2 separate regions of the Pan troglodytes genome follow, and region 1 is linked to region 2. A link is a contact called in public Hi-C data. All regions are on one chromosome and are shown on one strand. Each heading gives the region's core, a stretch centred on a gene start, on an enhancer-like site or on the middle of the called end of the contact. The rest is flanking DNA. Distances are from core to core; before and after follow the strand shown. Region 1 overlaps ABCA4 (ATP binding cassette subfamily A member 4). Region 2 holds the start of LOC107967393 (a long non-coding RNA gene).

Region 1 (7,306 bases), core at 1,922-4,421, 280 kb before region 2:
GGGTTCGCTGCCCCCTGCGAGGTCCGTGTCTGCTGCTCCTTGGGAAACCATGGCGGGCCGTGTTCTCCTCTCAGCAGATGGCGCTCGGGTCCCTTGGAGGAGAGTGGGGCGCCTGCGGAGCTGAGAGATCCACGCAGAGCCCCTTTGCCTTCCCTGCCCTGACCTTCTGTTACCAGGCGGTTACTCCACAAGCCCCTCTAGAGACTGATTCTTTTTTCACTTTCTCCAGAACTACCACTAACCCTCATCAGCTGATGTTGAAGCCTGCCTAATGATTGGTAGGAAAAGGAATGTTCCTTGAAAATAGCAGGACTCCGCCTGGTGCGGTCGCTCATGCCTGTAATCCCAGCACTTTGGGAAGCTGAGGCGGGCAGATCACCTGAGGTCAGGAGTTCGAGACCAGCCTGGCCAACATGGTGAAACCCTGTCTGTACTAAAAAAATAAAAATAAAAAAATACAAAAATTAGCTGGGCATGGTGGTATGCACCTGTAGTCCCACCTACTTGGGAGGCTCAGGTGGGAGAATCGCTTGATCCTGGGAGGCGGAGGTTGCAGTGAGCCAAGATCGCACCACTGCCCTCCAGCATGGGTAATGGAGTAAGACACTATCTCAAAAAAAAAAAAAAAAAAAAAAAAAAAAGAAAGAAAAGAAAAGAGAAAGGAAATAGGAAGACTCTATAGCTTCCATGCACATGATAACAGTGGCCATGACTTGATCACCACCATGGACTGTTGGGATGGGGGGAAAGACTCAAGGTGTGAGAAACAAGAGGCAACTGTGGTGCCTGGCTTTTGCCCCCGCTGAGCCATGACAACTCGGTGGCTTCAGGAAAGTCACTTCAACTCTCTGAATGAATGTCCACTTCCCCGGCACACAAAAGGGGCAATAAACGTATTCTACCTCCTCCTCAAGAGAATACATATTAGTGAGCTTTGAATACTGCAGAAAGCTTTTACACATTTTTGGGGCCGCAGATATTTGTCACTAAAATTTGTGGGAAAGAGTAGACAGCCGCTGATAGGGAAAGACTAAGCCAGGAAATGACAGGCTAGCATGGCAGCCAGCTTCTCTGCTGGAAGACTCACAAGGTGGTGGTTTTCCCAGCTCCATTGTGGCCCAGGAATGCAGTGATCTGGTTCTCGTAGAAGGTGATGTTCAGACGGTCCACAGCTGGCCGGCCATAGGGCTCAAAAATCTTTACCAGATTCTTCACGCATACCCCAGGAACCCACCCTGGATGCTCACGTTCAAAGAAGGAGTCTTGGAGGAAAAAAAATGAACATGATGTAAACATAATGCCTAATTACATGGCCCCAGGGCTCTTTCTCCAGGCCCTTGTATTCTGCCTATAACATCACCTGCCCCTGTGGCTTCGGCTATCACCGTTGCAAGGAAGACTCCAGAATAATAATAGTAATACTAGCATCAAACGTTTATACAGCACCTCCTATATGCCAGGCACTGCTTCGACTGCTTTACACAAATTACCTCAATATACTCTTATAATGGTCCTAAGGGGTAGACATTTATTAGGCTCATTTCCATAGTCCAGGGAACCTTAGACACAGAGACATCAAGCGTCCTATTAAGGACACATAGGCATGAGTGGCAGAGTTGGGATTTGAACCCAGAGCCCATGCTTGTTAGAATGCACTGTCTATAGGGAGAGTTGGCCCCAAGCCCAACCTTGGTCCTAGGCCCTCATTGCCAACAGTCCACGGGGCATTTCCTCATGAATTTCTAGAAGCGGCTTAGGTTCTTCATCTTCCCAAAACAACGTCTGCCTTCAGATTCTCCCATGACCTTTTCTGGACCGCCATTCTCTTAGTCACCTTGGCTTGAATCTTTGAGTTGACTTTGACTAAGGCTTCTTGCTCCTCAGAACTCCCAGAGTTTTCCAATAGGTGGGTAGGGCAGTCCATGCTTCCTCATCACCATCCCTCAAACCCCACTCCCCTCCTTCTTCCTCCCATGCCCCCTCCAGTGCAGACCCTCACCGAGTGCTCTCACTTCTCCCTGACCTCCCATCTCTCCCTGCTTCATTTCACCTTATATGGCACAGCTTAATTTGTCATCTTAATACTGTAGCTCTAAGCATTTTTTTCCCTAGGGGGAAAAAGTCCACTGTTTCTTCTATCCGTGCCTCCTGGCCTTGCCTGCAACTGAGGTGGAACCAGTCCCCAGCCTCCTGATTTCGGCTTAGACTTTCCACTGTGGGAGGAGGATCTTGCCAGAGGCACGGTGTACTGCAGTCTAACTCTGGGAGGGGCTGCAGGTCTCTGGCTTTAGTTTTATGAAATGGCCCCTGGGGTGGGCTGGAGGGATAAAGGCCAGACCCTCTCCTGCCCTGTCAGGCAGAGCCCAGGGGCTGTGCTGCCTGTCTAAACCCAGAGCATTTTGGCCACAGAGAAATGCGTATGCTTAGGGAATGTAAAGCCTTGGGAGAAATACAGAACTAGTTTAAGAGAGAAGATGAGGGCGGCAAAAGCCAGGAAAACAAAACTTGTAAATCTGGGTCGTCAGTTTAGGGATTATTAGGTAACTTCCACTGTCAGGAAAGGCTTCTGATGGTTTCAATGAATGGCCTTCTAGATTTGTAAGCCGTAAGTGAAGTGTAGTCAGCTCCCCTGGAGTCTCTTTCCCCCTGGACACAGAAGCATTTATTTTTGTCTTTCCTTATAGCTCATATCCGCTTTAAGTCCCAGTGACCAAAGTTATTGTTCTTGCTAAATCCTCGGAAGTCAGCACATTTGTGCAACTCACTTGGGATTTGCCTAACAAGGGCACAGGCACACTACATAGTCGGTATTTGCTTTCTCCAGGAAATATGCGCTAATGTCTGGGCTGAACCATTCATTCCACACACATGCAGATGGACCTCTGAGAAGGGATCTTGTTTAACACTTGTCCACAGAGAGAGTCAGTTTCCTAGGCTTCTTTCCACCCTTGCCATGAGATGTTTTGCTCTGGCCCTCTGCAGTGCTTAGAGCCTTTTCCTCGCCTCTGCTGTGTATTCTTTATCGGGGTTTTACCGTGTATTCCTTCTGGGTGCTCTGGATCCTCCGTTTCCTCTGTTAGGGGCTCGGTCTTTTCCAGGGCTCTTTCTTCTCTGGTTGAACACCCTGCACCAATCAGAAGCCAGTGTTACTCTACCACCGGGAGCTGAGAACCAGCAAAGGCAGGAAAGGAGGGGAGAGGTACAGGGAGCAAATGAGTTTCCTAGCCAGCCTCTGACCTGCTCTAGGACTGTGAGGTACTCAAGCCTGATCACACAATCTTTGCCAGAGGAAGATTTATAACAGGAGCTTCAGACTTGGAGAGTTTCCCCTCCTCCTCTCAATGTGCCAGGAGGAGCCCACAGTTTCAGAAACTGTGATTTAAAAAAAATTAAGAAAACCAGGTTTGAATTTGAAATGAGTTAATTTTCTTTAGCCCACCACTGGCACATTTTACTCCAATCCAAAACATGTGAAAGTCATGGCGAACCTTGAGTAAAAGTGTATTCAGGGGCCGGATGTGGTGGCTCACGCCTGTAATCCCAGCACTTTGGGAGGCCAAGGCAGGCGTATCATGAGGTCAGGAGTTCGAGACCAGTCTGACCAACATGGTGAAACCCCGTATCTACTAAAAATACAAAAATTAGCCGGGTGGGGTGGCGCTCACCTGTAGTCCCAGCTACTCAGGAGGCTGAGGCAGGAGAATCGCTTGAACCCGGGAGGCGGAGGTTGCAGTGAGCCGAGATAGCGCCACTGCACTCCAGCCTGGGCGACAGAGTGAGACTCTGTCTCAAAAAACAAAAACAAAAACAAAGTCTATTCAAAGTGCTATGACGGGCAGCCAGCTTAAACTACAGCTTGAGTATATGGTTTACCTGAGAAATTCACCTAGATGGGCATTTAAGTATCTTGGAATTAACACCAGGGTTGAGCCTGGTGATGGTATTAATACAAGCCTGGACAAATTGTGAAGTGCGGTATAAACACACGCATTGAACACACACACACACACACACACATACACACACACACAAACAGACACTTTTTGGCAAACTTGCCATTTGGTTTAAAAAGACATCAGGACATCCTGGAAGGGGAAGAGAAGCAGAAGGGCCAGTCTGCCAGAGAGGAAGACAGGGGCAGGAGGAAACCACTGTCACCAGGCATCCAAGGGCTCTCGGCCTCAAGTGCACATACAGGAGCAGGGCGAGATTTCTCAATGCAACAGCCACCCAGGGCCCCTCTGTCCCCCGCCCTCTGAAAATGTGCAGGATGTGTGCTGGAGCAGCAGGTAGTGGGCCTGCTGGTCAGGGACCTGCTGCCTCTAGTACTGTTCTTCTATTTCTGCTTCCTGAAGGACTTTTGATTCTATGCCCCACAGTTCCTTTGATCACTTTACTAGCTATCAAACTGCACAAATAGGTAATGAAATAGCAAGAGGAAACATCCTCCTGAAGAGTTTAATCACTGGAATGAGTTTCCTGCCAGGCAATGTATGTGCACGTTCCAGATTTTGTCCCAGGTGACCAATAGGGGAAGATACTGGATGTCTCCTGGGCTCCATTTTTTATTTTTTAATCTGTGAAAGGAGGGAGGTTGGGTGGAGACACTCAGCTCTTTTCTGGTTTCAGAGAGTTTTAGAAATCCATTTCAGTCCAGCCTATGAGACAGGTGAAAAATATTTGCCTTCCGTTGGCAAACATATTTGTGATTCACTTTTGAAGGAGCATATTTTCCTTATGATTTTTTTTCTTAAGAGGCAGAGTATCTGTTGGGATTGTAGAGAAAAATAAAATGCCCACAAGCCCTGTGTTGAAATTTTTCATTTATTATATAATTTTATTATAGTAAAAAATTAACAAGTTTACAGGTAGACAAGTCAATACAATGAAAAAATCCTGAGTTGTTAAAGTGTTGTTTGTTTGACCCAGTGAAAACAAAAGCAAAAAACAAAAGAAAAAAAGAAAAAAAAAACCCTGGCCAAGCCCTTTAAAGGCCCTGGACTAATCCCCCAGAGAAAACAAACATCCATCTCAGTGCTTGCAGGATAAGTCCTGGCCCAGGCCCAATAATACAAAGTAAAGAATAGGTAGGTGAGCAACAAACAGATGGGAGAGTGCTTCAGCTCTAGGGGAGTCCCCCGCTTACACCCTGGAATTTCTTTGCTTTCTCAGACCTCACAAAAGAGTCTGTGCTTTTCCCTGCTTCTAGAACTTTCTCTAGCTAGGCCTCCTGTTTGGTTCAGTAGTAAAGGTGCCTTTTACCTAAGATGTGTTGTGGGCAAATGCCCTTTCAGCCTTCTTCCCCACCCCTAAGAAAGATCAACACCAGGAGAATCTGAGGTATTGCCTTGAAGATAACAGCTCTGCCTCAGCCCCAGGAGGAGTCTTCATCTTGGGAGAATAAACTAATTTATATTTTGAAAAGGCAGAGAAGAATAAAAAGGCACAAGGAAGGCAATGGGAGATGAATGCAAAGGTTCCTTCATGATTCCCTGGATTTCTGCTTTATACTGAAAAGCTGCAAAAGTTCTTTGAACCTTGAAGTGGCTTGGCCTTTTTTAAATAGGGCAATTTAGTCTACTGGACAAGGTGTACAGGACCCAGGGCTTCATCCATGATCAGCCATTCATGATCACACAGGGCCCAGCAACTTGTGAAAGGTGGTCCCCCAGACGCTGCAATGCCCATCAAGGGGCAGAGCCCCAGGAGGCAGCTGACTCATCAGGAATCACACCGTTTACATAGAGGGCCACCTCTGTGATCCATATACATCTTGCACAGAGCCCAAGGAGTTGATTTCAAACATTAAGATTTGTGTTTTAAAGGACTCACCTTCACCACCAAGCCAATATGACTCTTGTAGAAGAAAGTACCAAGGAAGTGGGGTTCCATAGTCTCCTAAAAATAGAGACAAATAAACAGAGAAGGTCGAAGGAGTCTTCCTATCCTACCTTACCGCAGTTCTATAAGATCTAGAGTTTATTTACCTGAACCTCAAATTGTAACTATAGATATTTGCAGTTATTATTACATGGCTATTCTCAGGCTCCCAGAAAGACTACCCCTTCCAACATATTTTTATCCACACAGTCATGTTTTTGGGGTGTTATAAGCAACGGCAAGACCAATAATCTTGGTTGACATCAGTTTTCCAAGAAAACGTTTCATGAGAGAATTAAATCAAGTCCTTTTCCAGGAGTCAGATAATAATAATGGTGATCATCACTAAGATGTACTGGATATTCTTTCTGTGGCAGGCATTGCTGTGAGTGCTTTCCATGTGTTAAATAATTTAAACCTCAAAACAACCCCGGGAGATAGGTAGTAATATTATTCTTGTGAGAAAGGAAACAGAGGCACACTGAGATTGAGCCATCTGCCCCCCGTCACAGATAGTGAAACAGAAATGTAGGAATTCCAACACAGGTAATCCAGTTCTAATGCCAGTGTTTTTAACCCTACACCCCCATCCCTCATTCTACTGGATCTACCAGGGTTCCAAGAAAAAGACTCCCAAATTTCTAGTCCAGTTCTCTTTGAAAGTTCTGCTTCCTACAAAATGTTGATTTTGTAAAATCATGGTCTCGGCTTTTTATAAGAGTTGCCGTATGTTTCATGGCCTTTGCTGCCACTGTACTGTCTTTTCCTTGGGGCAGGTCTGGATCTTTATCTCCACCGCTCTGTTCCTAGAACCTGGCCCTGCTGAGCCTCATGCACAGGTGCTGCTCAGTAAATAGCTGTTGAATAAATGAAAGCTTTAGCTTGGCTAAAATAAAACTTTTGAATTATGCACAAATTTCAATTTTAATCAACTAATTTTCATCTATTATATCTGTTTCCAACAATCTAGTAGGATAGAAAAAACAGACTAAGTTCAAATGTCTTGTTCAAAGTCACTGTCATGGGTTGAATTTGGTCTCCCTCCAAAAAGACATGTTGGGGTCTGTGGCATAATACAAAATATACTTGGTCTTTGTCCCCAGCTCCTGTGCAGGGCACAGATCTCCTAAAACCCTTGGAATTTCCTGGCAGAAAGGAGTGTCTTTTTTTATTCATAATAAGCCCCTCCCTCCACCACATCTGAGTTTATGCTAATGATGTGACTCAGGGTAGAGCCCCAAGATAGCTGCAGTTTCTGGGGACTGGTCACCAGAAACACCACACATGTGAAGAATGGAACTTTCAGTCCCAACCCTCAACCTCCAGTGGGGGAGTATGGAGCTGGAGATAGGGTTATAAAAACTCTTGAACAACAAGATTTGGAGAGCTTTTGGGTTGCTGGACACTTTGAGGTGCTGGGAGAGTG
Region 2 (6,654 bases), core at 2,484-4,983:
GCACCTTGGCACTTCAGAAAACCCCAGAGGCAGGAAGGTTACTCTCACCTTCCCCTTGCCTTTCTCTTAGAAGCAGGTCATAAAACCTTCTTTCCAGAGGTGCCCACCCTGTAGCCAGGGGGAAGGAACGTCCCTGTCTTTGAAGACACAGAGACACAGAGAGGAATCTGAACAAACAAGCCTTGCTAAGTTCCCCCTAGTTTATTAGCATTAGATCATACAGTTTTGTCTAATCATCTCCACAATCATCCACTTATTCATCAAACTTAGCATAAAAACCCACAGGTTTCTCTGTCTCTTTGGATCTTCATTTCCGAAGCTATGCCATATAAAACTTACATATTAAATACATTTATATGTTTTTCTTTTTTTAATCTGTCTTTTGTTATAGATGCCTCAGCCATGAACCCAGCAATGAGTGAGAAATTTTTCCTCCCTTATACTCCAAAGGTATATTTTTATTGCTATTTGCTCAGGAAATGCCATAAGGATGATTTAACGATTTCAAATCACCACCTCATTTGACATGCATTTTAGGTAACATAAAAATCATGCAATATGATTGAAACAAAAGAAATTAATTAGAGCAAAGAGAAAAATACAAGCAAGGCAGTAAAGTGAAACAAGAAATAAAACCACCCACCACTCACGACACGGAAATTCCAACTGTAAAGACTCAAGTCTTTTCTGGAGGGGGATCACAAATTTGGCTCTGAGCAATGAAGAAAACAGACCAGTTATAGGATTCACAGTGTTTTATAACATACATACCACGGTCTCAGGAGCCTTAAGACCTGAAAGACATTTCTCCCATATGTCCTCAAAAGGGACACTGATGTCATGAATGACACTTAAAGCAGATGAGTTTCCAATAGCTGTTTCTTATGGTATCACTCCAGGAGCCTTTAACCTAGGGCCTAATGACAAAGTGAGGTCCTTTAAAATTCAGTTCTCTGAGGGAATAACAAGATGCAGTTCACAAATGAAGTTTTTTAAGTATCTGACTTGATGCACAGATAAAGTTTAAAATATCTAAAAGAAGGCCAAGTGTGGTGGCTTCCATTTGTAATGCCAGCACTTCAGGAGGCCGAGGTGGGAGGCTTGCTTGAACTCGGGAATTTAAAACCAGCCTGGGCAACATAGGGAGACCCTTTCTCTATAAAAAATGTAAAAATTAGCTGGGCATGGTGGCTCATGCCTGTGGTCCCAACTACTCAGGAGACTGAGGCAGGAGGATTGCTTGAGCCCAAGAGGTCAAGGCTGCAGTGAGCTGTTATCACCACCACTGCACTCGAGCCTGGGAGACAGAGTGAGCCTCCATCTTGAAAAAAAATAAAAGAAATAAAAGAAAAAGGAAAGGAAAGGGAAGGAAGGAAGGAAGGAAGAAAGAAAGAAAAGAAAAGAAAGAAAGAAAGAAAGAAAGAAAGAAAGAAAGAAAGAAAGAAAGAAAGAAAGAAAGTTGGATGGCCTGCATCTCTCCCTAAATGTTGTTTTCGCCAATCAAACTTCCTTAAGAATTAAGCAGCAGAGAAGTCAAGGATAAATTGTCTGGCAGGTACCCAATATCTGAAACTCTATACTTCTGATTAGATGCGGATGTACACCTAAGAACTTGGCATCCACTTGTGAAAGTGAAGGTTCCTAACCAGGCCATGTACTTGTATAGACCTACGTCCTCAAAGAGGCAGACCACAGTGTACCCATGGGTAGGGGCCAGATTTCCTTCAGGAAATAGTCCACAGTTGCTGTAACATGACAATAAATGAATAGCCAAGATCCATGAAGTGGCCATGGTGTGGGACATAGATAACAACCCTCCCACCAACATTAGACACTGCACAGTTAGTTTTCTGTTATCCTGTTTTGGTTTTATCATATATACCTCCCCACCCATTAGAGTAGTTAGTTGAGAATTGACTGTTAAAAATGAAATCAACCTGCCGAGAAAAAGTCATGTTGGATGAATCACTGGGGCCCTAGGCTGTTGGCTTCATGTTTAATTTGGATGCTTCCCAATCCAATCTTGAGTAGGTCACCCCATATAGCTTCCTCCATCAGCAGGATGATTTTGTTTTAGAAAATATGTACACTTGGTAAACTGTCAAAGTGAGTTGTACGTAAGGTATGTGTTGTTCAGAGGGAGAAAATATTTTCAGCACTACTTGAAGTCTTTATACCTGACAATGCATTAAGAATTCAACACAGTAATCTTATTGTTTTAGCTGTTGCTTTTACCATTACTCATGCAGCATGACTGGGAAAAAAATTAATGATCCCCCCCACCCCCACAGTGTTTGGTGTGTGTGAGTTTAAAAAAAAAATCTTTTGGTTTGGGATGAATGCGTCGAACAATCCACCATCTGGTGTACAAATATTTTTATAGACACGAATCCAAATACCACAAAATCAGTGCCATGGCTCAGGTTCTGTGAATCTTTTTCTGAGGCAGACTTTTTATTAAATGTGATTATTCTTGAACTATGAGACTCTCTGCAGGAGCATTAAGATTTAGCCTTGAGAACAAAACTCTTTATGTTGACCAATATTTTTAAAAAGATGGAAAGAACTCTCTCTGGAGCTAATTTCAAGGAGGACAAAAAAGAATTTTGTTTTTGTTTTTGCTTTTTTGTTTACATACTAAGCATACACAAACTGAATCAGTGAAAACTTCTGTTACATTCCTGCTGTAATCCTGGCTAGTGGAAGAAGATAAGATATCAGTAAGCTCTGTGGGCATCAAGTTTCGGCCCTGTCAGGTGTAATCAGAACCCTGGTCTTAAAACGAAGGCCTCCACTCCACCTCCTCAGGCAGAGGACACTTCATTCCCCAGCCCCAGGCACCGAGAGGAAAAGGAAGGATCCATCCTGTAAGAGCAAAATAAAACAAAATAGCAACACTGGGTTTGTGTGTTCCCTTTAACTCTTGACACCCTGGAATTAATGCAAAGTGGTCTGTATTTAATATCGAATTCCCTCCCCTCACAATGCGATAATGACAAGAGATTTTTAGAAGGTGTGGATTGTAGTTTTAGAAAATTAAGATTCTCCTCTGAACCTAATGTAAAGAAAATTGATGAGTCTGTGCATTTGATGGGATTCCTAGGTCAGCACCATGTCGTGAAGACATTTTCTGAGATAGTGAGTTTGCTCAAAATGTCACTCCAACTTTTAAAGCATGGAGAAAATTGCTTGTCAGTGAATGTACCACTCAGAGCAAAATAGAATTTTTATTGCTAGATTTCCTTTCAAAGTTAAAAATAAGGATAAACAGAACCAAACGGCTGTTTGGGGGAATGTAGTGATCTGGGGAAGAGAATGATGGCATATCGTTGGAGCTTCCAGCTTTGCTAGTGGAACTCACTGGAATGTCCATGAAAATCACCACAGAGCTCAGACATAGTTCTTAACTGGCAAAACTGTCCTAAAATGACTGGACTCTGATGCAGCTGCCTTGGGAGAAGTGGGAGAAATAACAGTCCCACTTCAGCGATCGGCAAACTAAGGTACAGTGGAAATTGAGCGGTCAGGCAAGGGTCACCAAAACTCAGTGGTGAGCGGGAGACAGGCCCAAAGAGCTGAGGAAGTGTAAACTCCGGTGATAAGGCGATAACTTGAGGAAATTAAAACCCCGTAGTGTGGGAAAGAACAATTAGCCAAGACAGAGGGGCAGGAAGGAATACAGAATGAATTACAATCAGAGGAAACTAGCCAGCAACAAAAGAGATGAACTGGCGGGGGCGGGCGAGAGGGACGGGAGAAGTGACTTAAGAATGCTGGCTTCTCTGGGTTCCATCACCGCCTTCTTGTTAGGTCGCCGTCGCTGCGATCATGATTTAACCCCTTCATGCCTCGGAGTGTCTAACTCCAAGGCAGCTATCTTTATCCATGAAGTTCTTTGAGATTGTGCCACGAATATGATGAATTCCAGATAAGAATGACTGCACCATTAGTTTAGAAAAAGTTACCCCCACCCCCCCAAAAAAGACAGAAGTTTAAGCTTCTATAGATTAGCAAAATATTTCCATCAGAAACATAAGAAGGAACATGTAAAACACAAGTATCAGCAAATGCAGATGTTTTAAGACCAAGAAGAAAGTGTTCATGAAAATGAAATATTTTAAAGGAAAACATGTAAAAGTGTTTAAAACTAATTTTGATGACTATCAAGATGACCTAAGGGGATGAAATGTCCTATAACTAGTAGGAAATGATAGAAAAAAAGTATGATTGTTTTATGAAAATAATAATTTGCTTATTTTAAGTCAATGAGTTTGTCACACATGATTATGGGCACTAGAGAAGATATGCTATGAGCCCAAAATTAAATTGTCTTTTACTTCAATCCTAAAAATCAGCAGGCAGAAAGCTAAGAGGAAGCTCTTCTTTAATCAACCAAGATGCTAAAATCATGGAGAGAAAGGCAAAAAAGATAGACCACAGCAGCTAAGTCATTCAAAAGAAGGGGGAGAGTTGATTTCATAGAATGAAGTGGAATGAAGATGCTAAGTAGGAGTAGAAAAACATGATACTATTACAAAGGGTTGATTGAGCAACAAAGTGGGTAATAAGGCAAATTAAACATTCTTATAAATCCTGTGTCCAGGAAATGAATTAACTGCTCAGACTAATAAATGAAGAAGCATCACACAGAAGATAATGATTAAATGTCACCATGGGAAAACAGAAGGTTCCCGGTTTATAAAACCAGCACACTTAAAAAGAAGAAAAGGGTGGGGGCATTTGAAACAATACTAAGAGGCTTTAAAAGTGAACTGAAAAAAAAATGTAAAGTAGACAGTGATGGAAGGACAGCCTTAGAAGACACCTCAACGATACAAGATTCTTTAAATATCTTAAAGGGATTGTGGGTAAGGAGGAGCATCCAGGAAATTGAAACATTAAACTCGGGTTTATTTTAATTTATTTTACCTTAATTTTTTGGTCTTGCCTTCATGAGGCCAATAAATGTACCAGAAATGGAAACAGTGTCAGAGAGTGATAAATTAAGAACAATGAGGAATTCCCTTCCAATAAATTAAGATAACTCAAGAAAAGACAACTCCTGAGTGGGAAGAAAAAGCTGCAGAGATTAATACTGCCTTCATGTAGCATTTGGATGGCTCCTAGGAATCATAAAGATACCTGGGGAAATCAGAGCCAAGTAAATCTAGTACCTTTCAAAAAACAATGGACTACGGAGGAAGCAGAAAAATGCTAGCCTTGCAACTCGGGAGCAATTGAAATATTTAAAGTATAGATAAAGCAACCAAGGTGGAATTACCAAATACCTAGAAATATATGAGTTCAGCAGACAAAACAATCAAATTTTAGGGAAAGTGACCTCCTGAATAAAATCCTTATAGAAGTTTTCAGGCTTTTGAATTTTGGCCACTATACTACAGTTTATAGAGAAGATGAATAAATGGACATCTATTAGCAACATCATGATATTCTGCAAATGGCATTTGTTAACTAACATCATAGAATACAGATTGATAAGGAAGAATTGGAAGAGATTAAACAGTCCTCTCCCCCTGGAGGTGCTGACATCAGCATAGATGCAAAAGTATCCATAAGCGTAGGCATCCAATGACCAGAAAGCTAGTGGCATCTGTCACACATGCATTGCACAATTGCAATGCATTGTATGCGTGAGCAAGAGCATCTCAATCTCAGATTCATTTAAACAAATAAGTCATCACAGAAATAGTACCTATGAAGAAATCCTTGAAGAGGTTTTGGAATGAATGGTTTGCTGGGCAGGCAGGATATTTCTGATACAAGAAGAGCCTCTGAGAAGGCCCACAGCCAGGAGTGGGAAATAGGGCTGAGGAATCATGAACAGGGCTGAGAGAGCATAATATTCGTAAGAAGTGATGGGAAAGATTAGGTAGCCTATAGTAGGAGACAGATTTGAGCATGGGCTTTGGAGTGAGACAACCTGGTTTGAAGCCTAGCTCCATAGTGGTATAATCTCTCCCCCACCCCCACCCCCACCCCCACCCTGACCTCTATGTGCTTTGGTCTCTTCATCTTAAAATTGGAATTTTAATATACTCACCTTAAGGATTGTGCTAAGAGTTAAGTGAGATGTTCTGTGTTCAAGCACCTAGAAAAAATAAGAACTCCAATATTAGCTATTGCTGTGAATGAATTGTAGTCAGTCCAAAGATGAGAACACTCGCCTTCCTCAGTTCCTTGGGGTCATCTCTTTTGACTTTCTGCTGCCTTTTCAAAACTTTTACACTGTCTAAGGACAACAGCCCTACCCGGCTCTCTCACTCTAAGAGATGGTGGGAAGGACAGTTTCACTCTCGATTTCCCTGTTCTCCCCTCAAAACACACTCTTTCTTCTTAGCCCCCTCTGCTGTTTCTGAGAACACAGTGCCCCATTTCTTTCCAAAGCTAAAACCTCTCTGGCAACAGAGAACCCAACTGTTATGGATTCAGCAGTTGACGGTTGACCTCCAGCAGGTTGGTGCTCCATCAGTAAGCCCATTCCTCTCTCCCAGCTGCAGTAACTCCTTCCTGTCAGCCTCCAGCCCTGCTCAAGTCTTCTCTGGCTCTGTGCATTTCTTCCTCCAATGTGCAGAGCCAACACCACCCACTTCTTTCCTTCCCTGCATAAATGAAACTCCCCTCTCTCTGATTTTT

The links. Hi-C and Micro-C count contacts between places; a contact is called where the count stands out from the background.
Region 1: a contact with region 2 is called in a Hi-C map of induced pluripotent stem cells, with 2.0 times the contacts expected there. The contact joins two enhancer-like sites. A contact is called at or near these places in 4 of 7 Hi-C or Micro-C datasets (induced pluripotent stem cells, a lymphoblastoid cell line and stem cell-derived neural progenitor cells) and 1 of 1 other capture datasets (stem cell-derived neural stem cells).

Annotation. Positions count from the first base shown.
Region 1 is chr1:137,127,001-137,134,306 of NHGRI_mPanTro3-v2.0_pri, reverse strand. It overlaps ABCA4 (ATP binding cassette subfamily A member 4), which reads right to left. Exons shown (of 50, transcript XM_054668016.2): 17 at 5,833-5,898; 18 at 3,035-3,124; 19 at 1,088-1,262. Among named protein-coding and RNA genes, the nearest start is that of ABCA4, 72 kb to the right of the region's middle. Within about 2 kb of position 3,171, at least 6 of the 24 cell types and tissues checked have an H3K27ac peak or open chromatin away from gene starts, as enhancers often do. A contact at or near this core is called in induced pluripotent stem cells, where this site is marked.
Region 2 is chr1:136,849,495-136,856,148 of NHGRI_mPanTro3-v2.0_pri, reverse strand. It overlaps LOC107967393 (a long non-coding RNA gene), which reads right to left and starts at 6,650. Exons shown (of 3, transcript XR_001707746.2): 1 at 6,437-6,650; 2 at 6,062-6,109; 3 at 2,451-2,865. Within about 2 kb of position 3,733, at least 4 of the 24 cell types and tissues checked have an H3K27ac peak or open chromatin away from gene starts, as enhancers often do. A contact at or near this core is called in induced pluripotent stem cells, where this site is marked.